2 separate regions of the Rattus norvegicus genome follow, and region 2 is linked to region 1. The links are chromatin contacts, called in public Hi-C maps. All regions are on one chromosome and are shown on one strand. Each heading gives the region's core, a stretch centred on a gene start, on an enhancer-like site or on the middle of the called end of the contact. The rest is flanking DNA. Distances are from core to core; before and after follow the strand shown.

Evidence for each region. A called contact is a pair of places that touch in the nucleus more often than the background predicts.
Region 2: a contact with region 1 is called in a Hi-C map of the Rat2 cell line, with 4 times the contacts expected there. The contact joins two enhancer-like sites. A contact is called at or near these places in 3 of 12 Hi-C or Micro-C datasets (the A7r5 cell line, the Rat2 cell line and mammary epithelial cells).

Annotation. Positions count from the first base shown.
Region 1 is chr2:191,624,770-191,631,489 of GRCr8, forward strand. No RefSeq gene overlaps it. Among named protein-coding and RNA genes, the nearest start is that of Atp1a1, 110 kb to the right of the region's middle. Within about 2 kb of position 3,187, at least 10 of the 93 cell types and tissues checked have an H3K27ac peak or open chromatin away from gene starts, as enhancers often do. A contact at or near this core is called in the A7r5 cell line, where this site is marked.
Region 2 is chr2:191,821,649-191,828,368 of GRCr8, forward strand. No RefSeq gene overlaps it. Among named protein-coding and RNA genes, the nearest start is that of Atp1a1, 88 kb to the left of the region's middle. Within about 2 kb of position 3,578, at least 12 of the 93 cell types and tissues checked have an H3K27ac peak or open chromatin away from gene starts, as enhancers often do. A contact at or near this core is called in the A7r5 cell line, where this site is marked.

The sequences.
Region 1 (6,720 bases), core at 1,937-4,436:
GGGGGATGTTTGATGGGAAGAAGGGGGGGTGGGGTGAGTGGGAAGAGGTAAAAGAGAAAATAGGAACGTGGCCAAAATACAGTGTGTGTGTGTGTGTGTGTGTGTGTGTGTGTGTGTGTGTGTGTGTGTGTGAATAAATACTTCCTACAAGCCACACTCAGGCTGGGGTTATAGTTTAATGATGGTGAGCATGCATCAGGCCCCAAGCCATGCTTAGAGTCCCTGAAGCTCCGCCCCACACTGCCCTGTCCCCCATGTGCACACTCTTGCTTCTCTCAGGCTCATGCCTTGGGTGATGTAGGCATTTCCATAGCAACCAATTGTTCTGTCAGAGACAGGATCAGGTGGGTTCTAACAGAAGCGACACAGGAAACCGCTAGTGACAGAGACCTGGTTTTCTAGGAAGCCTCCGCTCACACCGAAGATGAACAGAATGAGATGAGCTTGCACTGAATTTTCCATGTTTGCTCAGACAGTGACAACGGTTTAATAGGCTCAAAAGGACAGTGCCGGTGAGGGTGCCTCCAAATGGCCCCGTGGGCTGACCAGACTCCAGGCAAAGGAGGGGCCTGGGGTTCTTAAGACAGAAGAGGAGGTGCACTGACTGCACCCCTTCATGCTGGGCCTGCATCCCCAGCCGGAGGAGGAGGAGGGGGCACCTCGCTCATCTTGAATACAGGCACACTAATCACCTGCCTGTTCTGGTCCTCTGCTTGTCATGAAGTGGTTTGACTGTTCCGTGCTCTGGTTCTGTCTGGTACAGAGGCCTGTTTATACAGTGAGAATAAAACGTGTCACGTTGAATTGACTGACATGCAGAATGTTTTATTTTAAGCTCTGTTGGTGGGTGTGTCCACCATGCCTGCCGCTGTTCCTCTTTGGCACTCACTGTTTTTAACTTACTTTTGCCCAGTACTCAGGACTGAACCCAGGGCCTCAAACAAGCAGCACCCCTGAGCTATAGCCTCAGCCCACACATTGTTTTGAGGCAGAATCTCTCACTGAACCTGGAACTCACTCCTGTCTCCAACTCGACTTTGTATGTGCTGGGGATTTGAACTCAGGTCCTCATGCTTGTGCAGTGCAGTGAGCACTTAGCCATTTCCGTAGTTCCAGATGTTTTCAGAGCAGAGCCAACGTCACTTATCATCCATCATTTCTACATTCGATTAATATTGACTGGCCACCTGTGTGACCATATTAGGCCTAAGAAATAAAAGTAGAAAGTAATGGTACCTCTAGGGCCCTCACAGAAGGATGGGGAGAGGGCAGGAAGGCACGTAGACCCCTGGGGCCCAGGTTGACCTTCAGGTGTGAACAGAGATACCCAGGTAGCCGCCGAAGAGGTGGCTCTGTACACTAGGTGGACCTAGGACTGAAGTGGAAACTTCTAGTTTCCTTGGAAAGTCGGTTAGGTCAAGTGATGTTTTGCTGGGGCACAGCTGATGTCTTGCTAAAGCAGACATGCGAAAGAATGTTCCTGAAGCAGACACAGGTGACAGGATGCTTTGATATAGCAAACACATGAAAGGACCTGTGATGGAGGAGTCTAAATATGACTCCACAGACAGTGGGGGACGAGCACTGAGCATTGGTTTGGTTACTCCACCTTGCTACTCTTTTTTTTTTTAATATTTATTTATTATATGTGAATACACTGTAGCTGTCTCCAGACACACCAGAAGAGGGCATCAGATCTCATTACAGATGGTTGTGAGCCACCATGTGGTTGCTGGGAATTGAACTCAGGACCTCTGGAAGAGCAGCCAGTGCTCTTAACCACTGAGCCCCACCTTGCTATTCTTTACTAGCAACATGCATGTATTGGTTTGCCTTACATAGCGTTGTTGAGCTCAACGTGTGGTAACGTTGCCCCTGAGAGAAACTGCTCATGAGGTTCCTGTAGCAGTCTGCTACTTCCGAGGGCCTCACCTTAGGCTGGTTGGTGTTCACATCTGGTTTCTGCCTGAAAGGACTGGACTTTAGCTGCCGGTGTGTGAATGCTGTCTGCCTGCCTAGAGGACTTTTGCAGCTGCTGAATCGAATTTGATGTTTGCTATGGGACAGAACTGCTGACAAAGATAAAACTCACCCCCAAAGAGTTATTGCTAAACAGGTCCACTTCCCCCATATCCTAATAACTTTTCTCTTTCACTACCTCTGCTGGGTGGTGGGCTAGAAGAGAGGTTGAACTCTTCTTAAAACTAAGTTGCAAAACATGTATGACTACATAGGACTAAAAACAGGAAGTGGCAAGCCAACATGAAGGGTGGTGCTGGGCAGAACCAAATGTCTCCAGGATCTCAGAGTGGCTGATGGGATGCTGAGGCGGCTCTGGAATCTTTGTTGGTCCCTAAGCTCGACCACACAGAAAGGAAGAGGATGGGATGGAGGAAGGGAGGCTGGGGTGCTTTTGCCATTAGAAGAGATTTGAGGCAATGGTCATTGCCAAGGTCTGGGGCAAGGCTGAGAGATGGATGCCTGGGGAGGAGTTGTAAATACTAAGAAAAGAGATAAAACTGCCCAAGATCTGGAATATTTGGTTGGCCCCTGCTTCATCCTCCTAAAGTTGGCACTGGGCAAGGGGCTGTTCTAGGGCAGGACAATATCAATACCCTTACCCAGGAAGGACTGGGGAGAGGATTGTGCTCTATGGCCAAAGGTGAGATAGCCAGCCATCCCTGTACCTTCTGGGTCTTGATAACAGAATCATGGAGCCATCCTGTGGTCTCTCCAGTAATCTCTCGGGGAGTGTATTTCCCTGCCAACATGGGCCCAGGATGGCATCTTCAGTGGCCAGAAGGTCTAGATGAATGCTTTTACTTCTGGGTATTTAAATTTCCTCAGCTACAAAATAAGATTTGGTGATAAGCACTTATCTCAAGGGATGTTGGGAGGATAGACTCTCAAGTGACGTCAGGCAAAACACCTTCATGGTTAATGGCCCCTTCTACCTGCCTTAGTGCATTGGAAACTTCACACTCGAGACCTAAGGGAATAAATACCCATGTGCCCTTTACAAGTAAATACACAGATTGGTCAATGGAGAGGAGGCTCTGTTCTCTCCCAGCCTGTGGGAGAGTTGACTGTGCGTACTGTCTCCGGATGTTTGATTTCCTGAGCCTCCTCTGAACAATGCCACCACTGTCCTGGCACCCCTGGCAAGTGGTCCCATGACAGCCAGGTTCTCGTCACATGTCATTTTCCTGTAGTGAGTCACTACATTGGAGGACCGAGCTTTAGTCATAACCTTCAGCAGAGGGAGGTGAAAGTGGCCCGGAATGAACAGAGTCCAATTTGGCTTCCTGCTCCCTTCCATGGACATTTCGTCCCAGGCTTTGCCCTTGCATCTCAGAGAATAGGACCTTATGCTAAGTGGTCTAAACTAGCGACCTCTGACCTCTGACCTCCACACAAAGGGCCTTTTAACCCCTCAGGTCTTATCTCTTCCTTTCCAATCCAGCCCTTGCAAGTCTGAGGGGAGACTGGAGCTGTTAGATAGAGTCCTTGGTCCCAAAGGGTAACCAGGAACACTCTTGAGTTCTCTCCCCAGAGCACAGGAGTGACCAGAAGAGGCAAAAGCTCAACTCTGTGGACTGGCTACATGTCTTTTTTCCAGTGTGTGAACCTGTCATTCCATCACCACAGACACAAAGCAGAGCCCAGCAGCATGCACATCTGTGTGTGACCTTCGTGATCTAGCTCCTGGGGTGAGGTGTGATCTTGGGGTGGGATGATGCCTTCCTGGGTAGCTATGTAGCAGGGTGAAAAGAGGAGAGGGGTTGGGGATTTAGCTCAGTGGTAGAGCACTTGCCTAGCAAGTGCAAGGCCCTGGGTTTGGTCCCCAGCTCAAAAAAAAAAAAAAAAAAAAAAAAAAAAAAAAAAAAAAAAGAAAGAAAGAAAAGAGGTCAGGTGGTAATTGGGACTTTTGAGCCCACACTCCTGTCCTGCTACTTCCGAGGGCCTCACCTTAGGCTGGTTGGTGTTCACATCTGGTTTCTGCCTGAAAGGACTGGACTTTAGCTGCCGGTGTGTGAATGCTGTCTGCCTGCCTAGAGGACTTTTGCAGCTTGTACAGTCTTCCTTCTCTAAGACTGAGGTTCCACATCTGAAAAGTCATTTGTCTTGATCACTTAATTTGAATATTTCCACTATTCCAAGCTCTACTTTTCTTGGCTCAAATACAGAGCCTCAGAGATTAATACATAATGGTGAAACATAGCTCTAACTGCATAGCTGTGATCCCTGTGTGTGGGAGACAGAGCCAGGCTACCTAGTGAGACCTCCTCCTCCTTCCCTTTCTTTATCTTGCTGTCCCAATCCCTCCCTCCCTTCTTCCCTTCCTTTCTTATTTCCTCTCTTTGTTTCAGTACAGCATCTTGTGTAGTCCAAGGCTGGCCTTTAACTCACCCAGTAAGAAATCAAGGATGATATTAAGTTTCTGATCTTCCCCACTCCATCTCATACATTCTGGGATCACAGACACATGCCACCTCACCTATGTGCTGATTGAACCCAGGGCTACACGTAGGTAAGTCAAGTATGCGATTAACTAAGCTATAATCCCAACCTGGTCCTTTCTCAAAAAGGAAAACAAGATTTAAAAAATAGGTACGGAGAGATGACAGCAATCTTAACCACTACCAACCTCACCCCTCTCAGCTTCCCACCTCCCCCATCCCCAAACACAAGCCCGGAAGGGGCTCCATGTTGGCAGTCCCCACATTTGCATATTCAGATAGAGCCCGAATGCTTGTTCCCTTGCCAATTTTGTGAGTCCCAGCATACCCAGAAGGTCATTCCGTGAGCCGTGCACATTCAAGGCTGTTTGACATTTTTCCTATGTTTTTTCCTATGGTACCCTGGCTTTGCTCTGCCCCTCAGTTCTTCAGACGTTCTCTGAGACCCCCAAGGAGGCTGGTGCTGACAGTACTATTGCAGATGCTGCATGCAAGCCAGCGCAGCCTGCTCTGGGGAAGCTCACCTTCTAGTGGGGAACAAAGAAGCTCTTGCCATCCAGCCCCAAGAAAAACAAAATGCAGCTTCCGGGAGGAGGAAGCTTTGCCGCTGAGCCTTGTGAGGTTGGTGGAATTCAGAGTTTTTGCCAAAGGAAGAGAGAGTGCCAAGCCCAGGGCAGAGGCACAAGAGTAGAGATGCAGTCAAAGTCACTGGTAAGTAACAAGGTTCCTTTGGCTGAGCTTCAAGTGGAGCTGAGCTGAGCTGCAAACCTCAGGCTGAGGCAGAGTTCTAGTCTCCGGAATTCCAGGGCCTTGGACTTGGGGCCTGAACTGGCAGTCTCCATCAGAGTCGTACAGCAATGGGATTTGGGTCCCAGGAGAGTAGTGTACACTTGGAGAAGCTTGTGTGGAGTTGAGAAAAATCCAGGGAACAGCACTACAGATAATCCAGGCCTCCAATCTATGATTCCTTTTTAAGTGGCCATCAAGTTCAGTGGAGAGACTAATTAGTTTGGATATGAAAGGGCCACTCAAAATGGTGCATGCATGTGTGCCTGCTTGCGTGTAGAGCGGTCTCAGTTCTTAAGAGCAAGTACTGCCCTTGCAGATGACCTCAGTTTAGTTCTCAGCACCCATATTAGGCAGCTCACAGACACCTGTAACCCCAGCTCCAGGGCATCCCATGCCATGTTCTGGCCTTATTGGATATTAGTAGGCACGTATGCATCACACACACAAACACACACACACACACACACACACACACACACACACACACCCCAAAAATAAATCCTTAAAAAAAGGACCATGGGTTGAAGGCTTAATCCCTAGCTTGTAGCAATACTGTGAGGCAATCAGATCTTTAGGGTACAATCTTATCTATTAGCACATTAATCTCTTGATGAGTTATAGCTAAATAGACTGTTGGAAGGTGGGGAAGTGGGTCTCTGGGGGTGGGCTCCCCACCCACACCCCCAGTTGCTCTCCCCTCTCTTTTTCCTCTCTTGTTCTCTTCCTTCCCCACAACCCTTCTTCTGTCTCCCTCCCTCTTCCACTAGTTGGCTCTCTGTGCGTCAGCAGTTTTCCTCTATTTAGGCCTTGCCACAGACCTAAGTCAACAGGTGACCTGTCCACAGCTGAATATTAAATTCTGAATGTTAAGTCGTTCACCACAGTATTTTGCCAAACATGGAAGGTGGCAAGAATTGGAAGGAAGGGGCAATAGAGTGGTCAGCCTGAGGCAGGGGAAATGCTGCAGTTGGGGCCTAGCAGCCCTCCCACATTGGGCTTGGAGGATGGCTTTTCCTGCTTTGGGGTGGGACATTGTTGTACAGAGGCTCCTGAGGGAGCTGTGAGCTGGTTTAGGGGAACTTACCTCCTGCTCTCTGCTTTATTAAAAATAGAACCCTTAAATCTTAGCCAGACATATGCATCCTACCTATATTATATCTACATGAAGACACATAACTGCAAATGGCCCATGACCTGACTTCTAGAAACAAGTATTCCCATAGACAGAAGGCAGACGCTGATGGCTGGAGCTCTGTGGCTGTCTTGAACCATGAGGTAAAAGTTCATCCTAGAACGATGGAGCCATAGGATGCTGGTTCACAACTGTCTCAGAAGAGAAATGTTTGTGTCCACAAGACATTATCTTCCACACATCTCAGCACCCGAAAGTCCCAATCACTCACCCAAAGACTGAGGTGAGTGTAGTCTTGGAGGTGGGAGAGTTACAGAACTAGACTGCTATGGCCTGTAG
Region 2 (6,720 bases), core at 2,328-4,827, 200 kb after region 1:
CTCTGGTCTCCAAGGGAGCCTGTGCTCATGTGCACATACCCACACTCAGACGCATACATCTAACTGAAGAATGATTTCAAGAGTAACAATGTGGCTGGAGAGATGGCTCAGCAGTTAAGAGCAGGTATTGCTCTTGCAGAGGACCCCAGTTTAGTCACCAGCAATAGTATCAGGCGGCTCACAACTGCCGGTAACTCCAGCAACAGAGGATCTAATATGATCTTCTGGGCTTCGAGCAGCACCTGCCCTGACACGCCCTAATGAGACACACATACACACTCATGCACTCAGGCAGGGACGCAGGCAGGCACGCACACACACGCACACACACTTTAAAAACAAAAAGATGCTTAAACAAGACCCGAGCAAGGATAACATTGCCAGACATAGTAACACGGAAGAGGGAACTCTCACAGGCCCTAAGCCTACACAAGGAACTACATACAGACAGCTAAGAGATGCTTAGAGCATGAAAAGTAGTCTCTCCCAGTGAAGAGCCCCCCAACTGATTATCCAACTTATCAGTCCTGCATATATATATATGCAACATTGTGTAGACTGTGCTGTGCAAATTGTATTTACATACTAAGGAATATAAGGATATGCATATATACATAAATAATTTTAAAAAGTCCAAAATCTTTTAAAAATCTGAACAGAGAAAATAATAAAAGCAAACATAAATACAGGATGGTAGGACTTTTGGGGCTCAGAGAGTTCCAGCAATTTCATCCTTAAATATTGTAGTTATTTAATTTCTTTTACTGTTGCTTTTCTCTCTTGTCAAGTGCAGCTCCCAATCATAACTTCACAGAAATCGTATAAAAACAATTCAGAATAGTACCAAGTGCACAAACCAGCGCCCCACCCATAGGAGCCACTGAAGTGTTAGCGCTTAGTTTACTGTATAAAGGCGTACGGAGACGTGTGGTACAGAGACTGATTTGAAAGGCATTAAGGAAGTCTATCCCTGAGGATTCTGTGTGTCTGCAGAGGTGGTGTTGAGAGTTGCCACCACTGGGAAGACCACTGAGGCAGACACTGAGGGCTCAGTGTTTCAGCCATTACAATGGCCCGCTATCCTGCATCCCCATTCGCCACACCGAGGAGTGAGAGAGGCACAGTGTTCTCCTCACTGTCGGGGATTTGAGGCACAGTGTCATTAGTGTGACTTCTCAGGTGTTGTCACATTGGTCCCGTGTAGGTGGGTGTCTTCATCTTCGTCTATGTCTCCCAGGTCCCATTCTCACTTTAAGGAAGTTTCTACCCTCGACTTCCGTTCATACCTCCCAGATCTCAGTTTAGACGAGACCCCCTTAACAATGCCCTTCTGCCGCCTGGCCACGACCCCTTGCTCACAGCCGTGAACATGACCCGGGTCAGTCCAATAAAATCATCAAGTTTGTACTAAGACCTCGCTGGAAAGCCACCTGCTGAGCCCTGTCAGCCCACAGAACCCAAAGAGGAATAGCAAATCATGGCGTCTTTACAGCTCACTGGAATGGCTAGCTGGAACTGGACAGTGGAGGCCCCGAGAGAATCCAGCCCCAAGGTTAGCATCCATTGCCATCCTGCATCAGCACCAGCAGTGAGGGACACTCGTGCTAAACAAGACACTCAAGGGTAACACACAGAGGCTCAGGGCCCTTTCAGCCCACACCTCCCTCTCTCCTCATCAGTGGTGGAGATGACAAGCCCTCTTGCAAGCTACGGATTTGTTTTGTTCTCTCTCGTGTAATTTACCTTCTTACCCATGCAATCAGATACCATGATAATAAAATGATTCTGAAGGGGTCAATTCTTGTCAAAGGGAAGTTAAATCTGGAAAAACTTTGTTCCTTAGAGAAGCTCTTCTTATAATTAAGTTGAGGATTAGCCATATTTATAACATTAAGACCTATATTTATAGGTTCTGGAATACCCATTGATAAGAATTTCCTCTCTCTTGCTCTCTTACCTTCCCCCTCTGTCCCTTCTCTCCCCATTCCCCTCTCCCCTCTCTCCTTCCACATCTTCATGGCCAGTCTCCCTTCCTCCTCCTCCTCCTCCTCCTCCTCCTCCTCTTCCTCCTCCTCCTCTTCCTCCTCCTCCTCCTCCTTCTTCTCTCTCTCTCTCTCTCTCTCTCTCTCTCTCTCTCTCTCTCTCCTCCCTTCCCAACTCCCATCCCCATGCCCTAAAAAACTCTATTCTATACTAGAGAGACAGACAGACAGACAGAGAGAGAAAGAGAGAGAGAGAGAGAGAGAGAGAGAGAGAGAGAGAGAGAGAGAGAATTTTCTCTGGACATTGTTAAGAATTTACTGTAATGTGTGTACAAGAAGTTCTCTGGAGAGTTATGTAGTGGGGTGAGAAGATAATTATTCATCTACGTGGAAGGAAGTGGTTGATAAATTGTGATTTACTCAAATGATGCGATCTATGAAACCAGATGCTATAAAAAGTAAACAATAGATGTATGGATGACTATAAGGACACATGGAAACAACATGTGTCTCTCTCTCTCTCCGGGTCCCCTACAGCACAGCAGAATTGTGTGATGTGATTTTTCCTTGTGTTTTTTTTTTCTTTTTCTTTTCTTTTCTTTTTCTTTTTTTTTTTTAAGACAGAATCTCTGTAGCCCAGGGTGACCTCAAACTCCAGATCCCACTGCCTGTATGTTCCAAGTCCTGGGATTATAGCATGTGTCAGCATGACATCAGATTCTTGAGGTTATTTTGCTATATTAAAATGAGCATAGATAATAGATATGAAATGTACGTATACATTTCTCCAAGGTTGGCTTTGGGTATGTGAGGGATCACAGTAGGGCTTTGGCACTTCATTTTGTGCCCTTTCCAATGTGTTATTTAATCAAATTCTTGTACTCTCTGTACATTTATAAATATTATGTGGGGGCTGTCATGGTTTTATTGTTTATATGTCCCTGCACTTCCTTTTTCCTTCCTTCCTTTTTAAAATTTGTTATTTTTATTTTATGTTTATGTGTGTCTTGCTGGCATGCATGTATGTACCGTATGTTGATGCCTGGTGACTCGGAAACCGGAAGAGGATGTTGAATCTTCTAGAACTGGAGTTCTACACTGGGCGCTGAGAACTGTACCTGGGCCCTCTGCCAGGGCAGCGAGTGAGTGCTCTTAACCTCTGAGTTCTCTCTCTAGCTACTCCGTCCTGACTTTCTAAATACTAATGTACGGCTTTAATTCCTTTCCTTGGAGAGACCTGTGAGCATAACCATACCCAAACCTAAGCTTTGAAGCTCCTTCTGGTCAAAGTACCCACTTTCCATGAGAAGCATTACATATCTCCTGCTGTAGAACTCCCTCTGATAAGCTTGTCTCTGCTTGCAGCCCTGACACTCTTGAGTGAGCGCCTATTTTTGGCCTCAGTGCAGTTGGTAGAATGTGGGGTTGGGGTAGCAGGTGGCTGTGAGCCTACTTCCCTTTGATCAGCCCCTGCCAGGTGCCCGCCACCCCACCCCGCCACCGTAGCCTCCCTGTGCCTTCCTGCATGCCAGCTCTCAGGGGCTGCTTAAAGGAGGGCTATGAATCAGCAGCTTTTCCTAAGGCAAGGTTGGCTGGACGCCAGCACCAGCCCTGCCTGGCTTCAACTGGCCCACTTCAGCAGTACCTGGGAAGAGGGGTCAGAGCCATCTCCTGGGTCTGGAAATGAGTCACCTCCTTTGGCTGCCCTGGGGAGGCAGATGGTCCTGCCAAGGGAGAGGAACTGGGGACTCTGAAGTGAGGGCCTGGCACCAGTGAGTGAAGAGGCCTTTATGTGAAGTCTGTAGGACTCAGTCCTGACTCTCCCACCCTAGCCTCCCGTCTGCCACCCTATCGAGGATCACTTCCTCCTCTGTATTCTTCACAATCCCTTCCACTGCCGTCCCTCTGCCTCTTCTTGACTGGGGTCTACAACTTCCAGAAACCCAAAGAAGGAAAAACTGAGCCAGTGCCTACAGTAAATTGGTGTAGATTTCCCCACCACTTTCAGCATCGCTTCCACAGGGCACGTCAGACTAAGGGACTTAACCTCTCAGACCAGGCACAGCTGCCTGTGAATTAGAACTAACCACGTTGGGAAACATTAGTTCTTCAGATGTGGTGTCAGGTGTGGAGCTCCCGCTGGATGGAAAGCAGTGCCCACTTATCTCAGCTCTCATGGTTTGACCACCAAATCAGCCAGTAGGGCAGGAGGAGTGCTGCTCTTGGGAGATTTTTTTTTTTTTTTTTTTTTTTTTTTTTTGTGCTCCCTGATTTCGCTGGTCTTGAACTGGAGGCAGAGACTCATCTGTATTGTCCTTTGAAGCAAAATCTTTTACAGAAAACAATGAGAAGCACCACAATACCATAATACAATATAAACTTCCCCACCAGCAGCTCCTGTCTGGGAGCTTTCTCCTGCAGAAAAAAGAAGTGTTCCAGCCCCCCAACACCACAGGGTAAGGACCGCAGGTGCTGGGGTAACCAGACATGTGAGAAAGAAGACAGTTAGTTGTCTGGGCTCTCTTAAACTCTGTGGGGCTAGAAGCTGGAACAAGTCAGAATGGTAAACATTCTTGCCTGTTTTCATAGGGGGCAGAACTGAAGGTCAGAGGGATTTCAGGATTTTCCAAGGTCAAACAGCCTGTCACCCTTGATGACTCTCCCTGGGCAGATGAGGGGACCTCACAGTTTAAAGAAACAAATGCCTCTTCAGTTTGTGAACGAGGACTTCAAGGGCTAAGATAGATTGAACTTCCTGCCTCCTGGTGCAGGGGGTGTGAACCAGCCTCACTGTGGCTCACAATGGGTGCTCTGTGCCAACGAGATAGAAGTGGCAAGTCTCTACCCGAGGCTGGGCAGACACAATCCCTGCCCTCATCTTAATTCCCATGAAATTCTATAGCATCACACTGAAAGAAACACCAAAGGAGGTTGCCCAACCCTTCCAAATGTCAGGGCCTGAAAGCTGAGGGCTCCACTCACTTGTCACTGTGTCTACCCCTCACCCCCACCCCCACCCCCACCCCCCACCCACCACCCTCACTATGGAAAGATTTAACTTGTAAAAAACACTGTCCTTTCAAGCCTTCATACCCTGGTCTCCAGGCCTTTCTTTCTTAGCGATAAGCTATCTGGCTGAAGTATTGTGTGGGGGCTCCCAACCCACTGAGCCACCTTCTTCCTGGTAAGGACAATAGCTGCTGTGTTTATTGAAGCACCTTGCAAGGTCTGGCTTTGGGCCCTGTGGTTACCATGACAAAGCTAGAATGGAGCCCCCCTGGGCCTCAACTCTGGGCAAATCATGATAAAACATCAATTTTCCAACAGAGGCCACTCTCAATTATTCATGGACTAATGGCCCAATTTGAAGAGCCTCTGCTGGTCCTTTCCTCTATTCCTCTTTCTCTGCCAGCTGCATTCGGCTTTCCTCCTTAATCCACCCACCAGAGGAAGAACTGGGAGGGGACAGAGAATCAGTAGATGTTAGGGCCTGTTAGTGATTACAGTACAGGGTTTGTTTTAAAAGCAGGTTGGGTGGAGGGTGAAGGGTTTTGCATATTCTTGCTAATCTCATTCCCTTAGACAATTTCCTTGAGTGTTTCCTTGACAATTTCCTGCTTCCTAAGTCTTCTTTAGAGAAATAGAGACAGAAATCCTAACAGCCAGAGCCACTGGGAGGCCAGACAGAGGCTAGACAGGTTGGGAAGAAAAGTGCATCTGCCCCATCCTATCCTGAAGACCCAAGGTGCCTGTGTGTGTTTACTTGGCTTCTTTAAAGGATTGTCTCTAATGAAGCATCCTAGAAGTTGGGTTTTAAGGTATACAGAGCACTCAGGTTTTCCTCTCTAGATTGGTTGGAGTTATATATTCCCAAATCAACTACAGTAGCAAATAGCACATGAGAACTCATTCTCAAAATATACTAATTCACAAGCAGCGTGAGGACACACCTGCAATGCCAGCATTCAGGAGGCCTATGCAGGTTACTGGTGAGTTCACGTTGGCCTGGCTGTATAGAGAAACTAGCTTAGATTACAAACTGAGACCCTTTTCCAGAATACCAAGGGATACACAGGGTTCGAGTCCTAGAAATGCAAGAAAGTACATTCATATGCAGTAGCAGTCCAAGGCTAGGGTGGGTTGTATTCTCAAAAAGAAAGACGTTTTTAAAAAGATACTGTGTTGTTGTTGTTGTTATTATTATTATTATTATTAGAAATAAAATTAACTGCAATGTATGTTAGGTGCTGGATTTATCATTTCTGAACTTTTTTTCACAGTTACCCCGACTCTGTAGGCAGAAAGGAAGATGATGTGCCCCAGGCTGCTGAGGGAGGTAGAGTATATGGTTTGGCATTTGACAACAGTTGGCAGAGCTGTGGTTCCAGCCCCACTACACGGCTCAGGGTAACCCGAGACTCACACACCAGCCTGTTCTGTTGACCCGACTACCATCACCATACCAGCAAGACCTCTTCAATGGGACCCAGACTCCTCATTCTCCTCCCTGCCTCCTTCCATGTATCTTGACTCCCAAGGCCTCCTGGACTCTACTGGACCATCCATCCCACCCAGCGGTGACCTGTGGGCAGTGTTTCTCTGGGATGGGTCCCCTTGGCATTGGTACATCTTGTACAGGCATTTGGCTTTTTTGTGCATATCTATTTAATCTCGTCGGAATATCAGCCACATGCAAAGGGACTCTGTCACGCTTTGTGTGTATTTTGTCAGCCTTCTA